Linked DNA regions of Mus musculus: regions 1, 3 and 4 are each linked to region 2. The links are chromatin contacts, called in public Micro-C and promoter capture Hi-C maps. All regions are on one chromosome and are shown on one strand. Each heading gives the region's core, a stretch centred on a gene start, on an enhancer-like site or on the middle of the called end of the contact. The rest is flanking DNA. Distances are from core to core; before and after follow the strand shown.

Evidence for each region. Promoter capture Hi-C pulls out the DNA fragments that hold promoters and counts their contacts. A called contact is a pair of places that touch in the nucleus more often than the background predicts.
Region 1: a contact with region 2 is called in a promoter capture Hi-C map of liver, with 6 times the contacts expected there. The contact joins the promoter of 1700067G17Rik here to the promoter of Gbx2 in region 2. A contact is called at or near these places in 10 of 39 promoter capture datasets (the 3T3-L1 cell line, 3T3-L1-derived adipocytes, embryonic stem cells and 6 more).
Region 3: a contact with region 2 is called in a Micro-C map of embryonic stem cells, with 4 times the contacts expected there. The contact joins the enhancer-like site here to the promoter of Gbx2 in region 2. A contact is called at or near these places in 2 of 39 promoter capture datasets (the 3T3-L1 cell line and liver), 1 of 15 datasets of contacts at CTCF or cohesin (embryonic stem cells), 1 of 484 Hi-C or Micro-C datasets (embryonic stem cells) and 3 of 115 datasets of contacts at active chromatin or transcription factors (embryonic stem cells and extraembryonic endoderm stem cells).
Region 4: a contact with region 2 is called in a promoter capture Hi-C map of trophoblast stem cells, with 7 times the contacts expected there. The contact joins the enhancer-like site here to the promoter of Gbx2 in region 2. A contact is called at or near these places in 7 of 39 promoter capture datasets (the 3T3-L1 cell line, 3T3-L1-derived adipocytes, hippocampal neurons and 2 more), 13 of 484 Hi-C or Micro-C datasets (the AML12 cell line, the AtT-20 cell line, cerebellar granule neurons and 8 more) and 1 of 115 datasets of contacts at active chromatin or transcription factors (embryonic forebrain).

Annotation. Positions count from the first base shown.
Region 1 is chr1:89,014,691-89,017,390 of GRCm38.p6, forward strand. It overlaps 1700067G17Rik (RIKEN cDNA 1700067G17 gene), which reads left to right and starts at 1,423. Exons shown (of 3, transcript NR_040471.1): 1 at 1,423-1,682; 2 at 1,856-1,959. It overlaps Gm34194 (a long non-coding RNA gene), which reads right to left and starts at 1,488. Exons shown (of 9, transcript XR_003947921.1): 1 at 1,283-1,488.
Region 2 is chr1:89,929,884-89,932,583 of GRCm38.p6, forward strand. It overlaps Gbx2 (gastrulation brain homeobox 2), which reads right to left and starts at 1,293. Exons shown (of 2, transcript NM_010262.3): 1 at 350-1,293. The coding sequence starts at 872. It overlaps LOC102637806, which reads left to right and starts at 2,192. Exons shown (of 4, transcript XM_030244408.1): 1 at 2,192-2,265. The coding sequence starts at 2,222.
Region 3 is chr1:89,190,306-89,193,032 of GRCm38.p6, forward strand. No RefSeq gene overlaps it. Among named protein-coding and RNA genes, the nearest start is that of Gm34331, 88 kb to the left of the region's middle. Within about 2 kb of position 1,341, at least 91 of the 459 cell types and tissues checked have an H3K27ac peak or open chromatin away from gene starts, as enhancers often do. A contact at or near this core is called in embryonic stem cells and extraembryonic endoderm stem cells, where this site is marked.
Region 4 is chr1:89,234,095-89,236,851 of GRCm38.p6, forward strand. No RefSeq gene overlaps it. Among named protein-coding and RNA genes, the nearest start is that of Gm34331, 130 kb to the left of the region's middle. Within about 2 kb of position 1,462, at least 85 of the 459 cell types and tissues checked have an H3K27ac peak or open chromatin away from gene starts, as enhancers often do. A contact at or near this core is called in trophoblast stem cells, where this site is marked.

The DNA of each region.
Region 1 (2,700 bases), core at 173-2,672, 920 kb before region 2:
TGGGAGGTGACACCTACTACACAAATGGAATCAAGTCAGAATAGAGGTGAGGCCAGGGGACCCAATGTGGTATTCAGAAAATCAGAGCCTAAATCAGAGATTAGCACGCTCTGTAGACAGAGTGGGGGACTGGGCACTGGACTAAAATTAACAGGCAGAGGAGAGCACCTGGCAGGAAGCCCCCACTCCAAGACACCTTTAGCATAGCCAAAATTACCTCAAAAACACAGAGGATCTCCCTAGCACTGCGCCTGGTCAGCCAGACAAGGTCAGACAGGCATCCCAGAAAACATGTGGAAAACACTGACCAATCAGCACCGACTGGAGGAGAAACAAGAAAAATAAGTTGAAATCTACCATAACCAGAAAACACACTAAGGATCTAGCAATAACAATAGAGGTGCTTTATTAAGAAAATATGTTTCTCCTGGCTGTGAGTTCAGGATATGATGATCTAGGGAGGGTTGTATCAGGGAATAAAATGGAAACCAGAAGAGGAGACCTGGTATGGACCTTCAGCCTATGGGCAAACACAGTTGAGTGCACACCTCATGTATATACCATATACAGACACACATAAAATCAAATTGAAAGGTTTAATTAGATTCCATATATAAAAACGAAGTGAAGGCAAAAGCTTAATTCTCAGGCACAGACAGACTCTCTGGAGGATAGGGAGGAAATAGTTAAAGGAGGGGGGTTGGAGGGGAAGACAGCAGGTAAACAGGCTATTGTATGCTCTGAAAACGCCTTCTCAGCCATCACACACCTGCTCAGGATCAGCACAGGCAGCCGTTAAACTTGGACCATTTTGGAGAGAAACACAAGGGAGCCAACTACCGTCCCCTCCCAGACCTCCAATTAAGCGTGGCATCTGCTGAGTCATGAGGTCAGAGCACTCCTCCAAGCAAAAGTGCAGACACCGCCCAAAGTACCTGCGTGCCTGGGAGCTGTGGAAACTAGGAGAGGCACGGGGCGGTTTCTGTGACCAAGCCTGGGCAGGATATAAAAACTCAGCACAGAAGCAGGTCTAACGCGCAGGCAAGGAAGCTTCTGGAAGCCGGATAGGAAAGACATTTCTCCGAGTTGCATTAAGGAAAAACCAACCCCTACCCTCACCCTTGCCCCTGTCTGTCTCTGTCTCTCTAATTTCTGACAATAAAACATTTTCTCTGATTCGACAAGTTTTCTCCCTTCTTTACAGTTCTGCCTGGCTTTCTTTTGCTATGATAAAAACCAAAACTAAAAGCAACTTGGAAGTGAAAGGGTCTGTTCCCCTTACCTCTCTGCGGTTCCCAGTTTTGCTTCTGATTTCAAAGCGGTTACTCCACCCCCAACCTGAAACTCAGTGTTCCGATGTTCCTTCTCTGTTCCTGAATAAGGAAGCCTCGTGGTGCCAAGTCTAGGTGTGGACTCTTAACTGAGGCCATTTTGTTCTAGTGACCCTGGAGGGCGAACTCCATCTTTAACTCAAAAAACATCTGTCTTTCTTCGTCTCCCTTTTGGTTTCGACCTCCTGAAGTGCACGAGGTCTCCCCCTCTCCGGGCTGCTCACACCTCTTCCCTTCCTTTCCCCTCCATCTCTTTTTCAGACCATTGGCTTCTATCTCAGTAGCGGGGATGTTTCTCAGGCTCCTGGTCTACTCAGCCAGCAGCGCTCCATTTCTTCAGCATCAGATATGGTACTCACTGCCTTCCCATGCCCACGGTCCTCAACTCCAGCTCCTTGGCGGCTTTCCCACTCAGGAACCCTCTGTGGGTTCCCTCCCCTCCTCAGCAAACACTCTTGTTTTTTGTTTTTTGTTTTTTGTTTTTTCTGAAATTGCAGGTGACTTTCTATCCCTAATTCTTAGAGGCAGCAGGCTCTGGTGGTTCACTGTCAAGAAACTAGATGGATTCTGACACATGTGATCTAAGTTCCTTCCTTTAAGTGCCTTCTGGACTCCGTGAAATTTAAAGGCAAGTAAAACAAATAAATTTTCCCAGGCCACCTCAGACATATGTATCCTGTAGAGACCAGTGAGGGAGATGGAGCCTCGCTATAGTGACCCAGGGCATCGTCTAATAGAGATTTTTTGTGCTGGATTTCTTCTCACGCCCACAGCCAGCGCTAGAACACAATAACCAAAATATCTTGATTCATCCAAAAATAATCTTCACCTCAAAAGCCATTTTTAATTGGCAGATAAAATTGTATAAATTATCATGTACTGCATGCCATTCCAAAGTATATACACATTGTGCAATGAATAATTTGGTTAATTAATGTATGTGTTGTTTTGCATAGTTAGTATTTGAAGTGAGACTATATAAACTCTTAGCATTTTCTGAGAACATAATATGTATATTAACTATTACTATACTGGTGCTGTAGCGTGTGGTAAGTCTCTTGAAGTTACTCTTTATGTCCAATCATGTTTGTCTTCCTCCACTGACACTCCCCAAAGTTCCTCCTTCAACAATCCAGTCACCGTTCTACTCTTTCTCTGTCTCTCTCTGTCTCTGTCTCTCTCTATATGTGTGTGCATGTGCGTGTGTGTGTGTGTGTGTGTGTGTATTGAACTCATATTTTTTAGATTCCACACATCACTGAGGTCATGATGTATTTGCCTTTCTTTGTCTAACCTCTTCATATACCATAATGTCAGGTTCATTTAAATTGTCTCAAATGTTAGGATTGCCTTTCTTAGGGCTGAATAG
Region 2 (2,700 bases), core at 43-2,542:
TTTAAGGTTGCAACACACCAAGGACCCTCAATAATCACAGCGTGTGTGTGTGTGTGTGTGTGTGTGTGTGTGTGTGTGTGTGTGTGCCAAACACGCCACCAGATGTGTGGCCTGGAGTAGCTAGCAGGAGAGCTCTAAACGCCTCCTTTCCCCAGGATCCTGCTTGTTGCTTGGCGTTAAATGCCCCATTGGAAAGCTCCGGTGGGCATCACCGCAACTCCTCCAGCTATTCCCGCAGAGGTCGGGCGGGGGCGCGGCCTCGTCCCCCGGGTCTCGGCGGGAACCCGGAGCTGGCCCGCCCCCACTCCCTCCCGTCCCCGCGTTCCGGCTGCGCGCGCCGCCGACTCACCGAGCGACGCCTGCACCGCTTCGGCCGCAGAGAAAGCGAGCAGCGAGCCCTCCTTGGCCAAGAAGGCTTTGCCGTCTTCCGCATCCGCTTGGAGCGCCTCGGCTTTGTCGAAGTTGCCGCCTCCGGGCAGTGGCTGTGGAGCGAACTTGCGGGCAGCCGCCGCCTCTTGGTGCTGGGGCGACGCAGAGAAGCCGCCGGGCAGAGTGGCCATGAGCGTGGAGGTGAGCGCCATGCCCTGCGCCAGGCTGGAGCAGAAGCCGGTGGGCAGGCTGGGGATCTGGTGGTGAGGGTGCGCGGGCGGCAGAGCGGGCTGCAGCGCTGCCTGGGGCAGCGCGGGAGGCGGTGGCGGCGGTGGCGGCAGCACCACCGGCCGGTAGGGCATGAACATGGGGTAGCCGGTGTAGACGAAATGGCCGGGACTGGGCTGCGGCGGGCTGCCGATCAGCGAGTCTATGCTGAAGGCGGTACTACTCCCCAGCGGGCGCTGCATCATCATCAGCGACGGCGGGAACGCTGCGCTCATAGACGCGTTCGGGAGAAGCCAGGGAGAGACGAAAAGTCCCCGTGTCCCGCCGCCGCCTGGAAGCCCTCCGGACGCTGGGAGTACCACCGGGAACTCCGGGCAGGGGCTGAGCGGTGCCCAGAGCGCAGACGCCGCCGCCGCCCCTCAGTGCAGGACCCGCAGCATACCCGGCCTGCACGGGTGCAGCCACCGAGCGCGATGAGGCCGTGCGCCCGGGATGGAGAGGGCGCCGGGGACCTCGCGTTCGCCGGAACCGCTCCCGGCTGCTAGCCCGTCGGAACGCGCGCGCTTCGCGTCTGCAGGTCTCGGCCCAGCTACCAGCAGTGCGTGCGTCCGTCCGTCTGTCCGTCCTGCAGTCCGTCGTCTCCCACGGGCGGCTGGGGAGCGCGCGAAGCCGGCGCACTTGTCTCTGGCGGGCGCCGCCAGCACCTTTAAATCGCGCTCCTCTTTCTCATTCACATTTTGCCAGCTGCCCAGCGGAGCTCGTGTCACGTGGGACCGAGCACCAACTCCTATTTGCTATTCAGGGGAAGGCGGGGCGAAATTAGGGCTCCGCCCCCTTCACCCAGGCGGGCCGCAAATGGGCTACCGGCGCCACGGTTGGAGCGTGCTGGCCTGGGAGCTGGAGCCTTTGCACCGCGCGGAGCAAACTTAAGAGGGACCCTTGCTACCTACCCGACTCAGACCCTAGAGTCCCTGGCATCCCTGTGGAGGCCTCATGAGAGGCGGCTTGGAACTGGCACCCGCCACCGATGGGCCGGGAGTGTTTTACTACAGCAGAACCCTGTGTGATGCTCACCTTAACCAGGGGCGCTCTGGTTGTGCCAAGGGTCCGGGCAAGGTCTCCGGATAGCGTTTAAGGTCTTGCCTCTGCAGGTCTGCTCCCAGAGGTGCGCCTGGGCCTGTCAGCCCTTGCTCACACGACACGGAAGCTGAATGGTTGCTTGCGGCCCGCTGGTGGCAGCGGGGCGGCCGGCGGTGGTCTCCCTCATTCCTGGTTGGGCCCTCCGTGAGCGATCCCTGCTCATTTTTCATGACATTCTTAATCATCGCACCTATTTACCCACTTTGCCAGCGTACACCAAAATAACAGCCACGATAATTATGATAATAAAGCGAGTCTTTTATCTGCTCCATCTTCAGGGAGGAATGGGGGGGGGGGTTGCGACGCCTCTGGATTGTATAACGTGAGATTATCCTGATGAAAGCTTTATGATGTTTGCTCAAATAAAAGCTGCGTTTTGTAAATAGGCACTAATTAAGCACGTTGGCAACGGAGGGAGCTCTCACCCTGGCTCTGCGCAGCGCGAGGACTCCTGGGCACGCGGTTCCCCTTTGCGGACTGCTGGATGGAGCTGAGTCCCTCAAGATATTTCCCCTGTTCTCGACAATGGTAAAAAGCCGGGAATTTGGGGGTTAGGAGATTGGAGGGATTGCGGCGAAAGGAAAGTAGGCATTTCTGGTCATCTTTTCTTATGTTGAAACAAACTTTCAAATCTTGTGTTCCTTTTAAAATGGGATCCTTTCGTGGCGAAGGCAGATCCTGCCAAGCGCGTTGGGCTTCCTCGGGTCCCCCTGCCTGTTCTTCAGATTCCTTGGTCTAGACGTCCTTTCGGAACTGCTGACAGCACCAGGCCAAGGAGCAAAGGAGGGCATTGTTATATAGGTCATTAAAAAATCAGTTCACCCGGAAGAGCTCTGGCTGGGGAGTTGGCTCATGTTGGACGTGTGTTATGTATCACAAGCACATTTAATTGGGAGATAAAGATAAATCGATCTTTATGAATTTATCGACCCGATTCTTTGAAGCTCTTCTTTCTCGGTCTTC
Region 3 (2,727 bases), core at 91-2,590, 740 kb before region 2:
TTTAAGGAGCTGAGACAAACCTCTGGATTAGCTTTATGTATCCAGAAAATTAAATTAACTAAAGCGTTGGCCCCCAAGGCAGCCGGAGAATCCGTTTCATTTTGTAAATCCAGATCTCCAAAAGCCAAAATGCATGCTCTGTGAATGGGGCCCCATGACTCTCTTCCAATCCCTTAAGCTTTCTAAAATCATTATGTATTATGCTGATAAAATAATTTACCCAGGGCTAGTTCACGGTGGAATGGTATCTCAGTGCACAGTCATTTTCTTAGACTAAAGTACCATTTCTCCTTAACGACAACGCAGCAGCGGAGGCAAATGTATTTGGAGTAATTCATTATCCTCCCTACAGTCCGGGAGATTTGCTCAAGGGGTCTTTGGCTCAAGGTCAGGTGACTGAGACCCGAGAATTGCAGAGGGAACCAAGTCAGCCATGAGGTAAAGCATCAAAGCAGAGCCTTGGAGATAAGGGGACAGGAAAGGGGGCTTCTTGTGTACAAAATTCCTTGGGAAGGATTTCCCGTCTTGTAAGAGCATTTATGCAGCTAGGTCTCAGCGTCACACCATGTTGAATAAATAAACCGGCCTCGGAACATCTGCTTCCTGGATTTGGAACTTATTATTGACTTAATCCCATAGTTTGGCCCAGGGGTGTTTTTTTTTTTTTTTTTTTATTAATTAAAAGCGGAAGTCCATATTTTTTTCACCATGGAATTTCCAAATCATCAAAGTACAAGACAGAAGTTTCTAGAATGGCTTTGATTCTTACCCTCCCCCTCCCCCTCCCCTCCCCCTCCCCCTCCCCCTCCCCTCCCCCAGGGCATTCAGCACTGAAAGAGACCAGAGGTCACTCAGGGGAGGAGGGATCCAGAGCCAACAGGTTGAGACTAGAAGAGAGGTGGGGGCGGCTATGGGCAAGTTCAGTTTTATAGAGGCTTAGAAGGTGAAGGTTTCTGGACGCCTTGGAGACTAGCTACTGCCTTGGCCGCTGGGGAGGAGGCTGATAAGCTGAAATCACATTCCAAGCATGCCATTCCAGAAGGAGGGTAAGAGTGCTCAGCAAAGTCAGCTTCAAAGAGGGGTCTGCATCTTATCTCAGTGAGAAATTGCTGAGACTTGAAGAACCACTAAAGGCCAGTGCCCTTACAGATTTCTCTGTCAAAATTTCTATCCGAAATGACGTCAAGATTGCACTAAGAGAACCGCAGTGACCCGCTGTGGAAAGCAGATTGCAGGGTTGGAAAGATTAAGAACACTTACTTCGCGCTCTTGGAGAGGACCCCAGCGGATTTCCACTGTGAGTCACAAACATTTCTAACCCCAGCTCAGAGGGATCTGGCGCCCTCTTCTGACCTTTGCAGGCACTGCATGCACATAGTCCACTTAATGCACTCAAATATGAATACAGGACTGGAGAGAGGGCTCAGTAGTTAAGAACATTGACTCTTCTTTCAGACAACCTAGGTTTAATTCCATCACCCACATGGCAGCTCAAAACTGCCGGAAAACTCCAGGTCCATGGGACCTGACTCCCTCTACTGGCCTCTTTGGGTACTAAGCAGGAAAGCTGTGCAAACATACAGGTGGGCAAACACACACACACACACACACACATCCTCATAAAATGAATAAACCTTAAAAGAAAATGGATGTCATGTCAGCAGACTCTAGGGTGTTCTAGAACACCCTGTGACAGCAGCCAAATGGTGTGGAGTCCCCTCCTCTAAAGGGACAAGAGAGACAAGACAGAGAGCACCTTTCCAGGTCAGATGTTCTGTGAGATACCGTATCTAGGTGACCTTGAATCCACGGCTCCATAGTGTCAACAGGTGACCACATGGCTGGGCCTCGAGAAAGTTCTGTATGAACTGCAGGTGAGCCTGGGAGAAAGATCTGCCTTCAAGCCGGGGAACCTTGGTTGGCCTTCAAAGCAAGGTTAAATCAAGAAATCTGTTCTGCCCTCAAAGATATTGCCACCTGAATTTTCCTCTCCTAGAAGACTCTAAAACACCAGATCCTCTCTGAGAGGCTACACACTTCTTCCAGGAACTCTCCAGAGCAGAGTTGAGCAGGAGGTGTCTGCGGCAGGGTTTGCCTGCAGCTAGACGTCTCTCTGCCTTTCACAGCTGATAAGGCTGGAAAATCTAATCAAGACATTTTAAGTAGCAAGAAAGGAAGGAAGTCCCAGACACTCCTACTTGGGACCTGACTCTCAGCAGCTAAGATAAGAGAGTCAACCAGTCCCACCGAGGCAGGGTCTATGGGGATCAGGGCTTCTGTTCAAGGCTGGAGCTGGGTGAAGTCGGCAAAGAAATGTACAGCAAGCATTCGCCTGAGGAAGTAGCTTATGAACAGTCTCCCAGTCAGAAAGTGATGGGGCCCCAGGGCACTGGTGGAAGCCAGAAGGGTGGATCACCTGCCAGCCAATCAGACAAGGAAGACTCTGCACTGGTGTCAGTCTGGGTCCCTCGCTGATGTGCTTGAACTGTGGGAATCCAAGTACTCGCCTCTCCCGTCCCCTCTCTGCCTGTGTTAATGACTGCTTGCTTGCCTAGGGTCATTGCTCCTCCATGAACCACCCATCTACTAGACCTTTGACGTTCTTCCCAGCTTTTCCTGCTTTTTAAAGGATACAAATCATGGGATCCCCAACACCCCAAGTAGCACACATTGTACTCATGAAACATGAGCATAGCCACTAGGCACTCACCGGACTCAGAGACCACA
Region 4 (2,757 bases), core at 212-2,711, 700 kb before region 2:
TCTGGTGCCAAAGGCCTGGAGGATTCTTGAGAGCTGCTGGTCTTCAGCTTGTTAGCAGCGTCAGGATGGTGCTAATATTAGTGAAGGAAGCGGCAGCAGCAATGGAGTAGATGAGCCCATCAGTGAGAATGAAAGCCAGTTAGGAAAAAAAGAAGTCAACGCTCTTCTCTTTCCAGGTTCTTTATCTGACCTGCTACCAGAAGGCTCAGCCCACATTTAGGCTGGGTCTTCCCACATCAATGAAGACAGTCAAGACAACCTTCCACAGACATGCCTATAGGCCCATCTGATATGAACAATCTCACTGAGATTCTCTCATCCACAGCGATTCTAGGTTATGTCAAATTAACAGAGCTTACCATCACAGAGATTAATGGATGGGTTACATAAACCATGCAGATACGCTGAAAAAAAAAAAAAAAGGATAATCCACATCCCAGAGGAAAAAAGAGACTTCCTCACGCTACTCAGAGTGGCTCCCACTTTAAAAACCTAGGACGGCTCATTTCCGGTTGCTGCTTGACTCGTTCATTATTTCTGACTTCCTTCTTCCCATTTCCAGTGAAGCTTTTGCTACGTGCTCACTCCCAACCACCTTCTCCTTGGCGTCCCCTGTGCTCAACTTTTTCCCTGTCCCTTCCCAGGGAATCCCCTTAGCAGAATTCTGAATGCAGTAGAAAGCCAGTGGCTCCACTTCTTGACAGACCAGCCCTAAAGTCATCTTGAAAACTGGGGACACCAGCAGCACAAGGGGGTGGCCAGGGTAAAGCATGCACACGTGGGTAAAGCTGGGATGACGGGGATGCTCCCTGCTCCCCAAACTGGGTGAGACCCAGAGACCATCCAGGTGTTGAACCATTCTGGATTGATCGCCCCCAATCTGGGTCTCTGTAGGAAACGACTGGGTCATTTCACTCGGGGCCTGACCAGGAGGTTTCTGTCTGTGTCACTTCCCGCCCTGTTCCCACATGAGGCTGCTGGAGAAGTCTGAGTAGCAAAGAGGAAGCATGGGGGTGGGTGCTGTCCGGTGTCTTCAGAGGCGTGTCTACATCCATGCGTGTCACCCTATAAGAGTGAGTGACAGAGGACGAGGAGGTGCAGATTGCTGCTGACACCTGGGACAAGTGACAGAATCTTGTCCAGCACAGACAGCAAAGAAGCAACCATCAAGGACTCAGGAAGAGAAAAAGCCATTACAGGAGTGGTGATATGAAGCAAGGGTCCGAAGCAGCCCCTTGAACACCTTTTAGTCTAGCTCAGAGGGGCACAGTATAGGGTCTAGGGCCACAGACACCCTCTGCTATGATAGTGTCCTCAAGACCAGTCATAAATCATTGGATTTTTTTTTTCCATAGTGTTTGGACACTAGATGTCACTGCAGGAAAAAAATCTGACCAGGAAACCCATGCAAGGGAGAATGCAAAGTGAATGTTTTGGCTAGCAAGGAAACAGTTGCCGTGACAACGGGCAAGCTGCTAAAGAACTTCCTCCTTTTTGAACAGCCTGTGGCCTCAGGGTGATGTTCTGGTCAGCAGCCAGGAAAGGAGAAGCTGATCCTGTGTATAGTGAGAGATGGAAGAGCAGGAGGGAAGACAGACAGGAGGGAAAAACAGAGACAGAGACGGGTTGGCTCGGTGGCTCGGAAGGCATAGGCACTTGGCCTCCAAGCTTGACGACCTCACTTTGATCCCTTGACCCTGCACAGTAGAAGAGAACCCCAACTTAGACTCTAGGACTGTGGCCTTTTCTTGTGAACCATGATATCACCTTCCCTCCCTCTCAAATAAACATTTAAAAAGTATATACATACACATACATATACATAATGCGTATGAGTGTTTTACCTGCTTGCGTGTCTGTGTATCGTATGGACTTTATGCCCATAAAGGCCAGAAGAGGTTACTAGATCTCCTGGAACCGGAGATACAGTTGTGAGTTGCCATATCGGTGCTGGAATCGAAATTGGGTTCTCTGGAAGAGTAGTGAGTGCTCTTAACCATCTCTCCAGCTCCTAAAATGCTTTATAAAGGGAGAGAGATGCACAGCAAGAGGAGAAAGACAGATAGGCAAAAAGACAGAGATGTACAGGGAGAGAGACAAAAATGGAGACATAAAATCGGGGATACAGAGGGAAGACAGAGAAAAGAAGACATAGACACCCAAGGAGAGAGACGGAGACACAAGACACAAGACAGAAACAGAAGGAGGGAGGGACGGAGGGACGGAGGGAAGAAAGCAAGAGGCAGACACAGTGAGGGGCTCTCAGGAGACACACTTTGAGCCTAAGCCCTCTTCAAAGGTGCATATCGAAGTGACTCCCCCACCCCAGTTGTTCTAATGATGATCTCTGTTGGTCAGTGTAGTGTCCACTGCAGGTAAAGACAAGGGCGTGGCCAAGGAGGCTTCGCTCACCTTCCACCGAGTTCCCAGCAGACTCAGTTCCCAGCAGACTCCTGTGTGAGTGGGATTTAAAGTTTGGCCACTGAATATTCAGAAACCTTTTTGCCAGCCACATCTTTCATGACCCCCGTGTTCATTTTCATGGCCCCATACCAAGTCATGACCTTCAGTTTAAGAATCTGTGATTCACACGAGACAACCCTCCTGCCCTTGTCACAGCTGGTTCCTGGAGAGTGTGAACTTGCACCCAGCAAGTCTATAGAGGCCAGGATGTGACTTCTCTGGGGATAGTTGTGTTTTGAGAGGAAACTTCTTATTGGAACACATAAGATATTGGTAATTAGATATCTATGAATG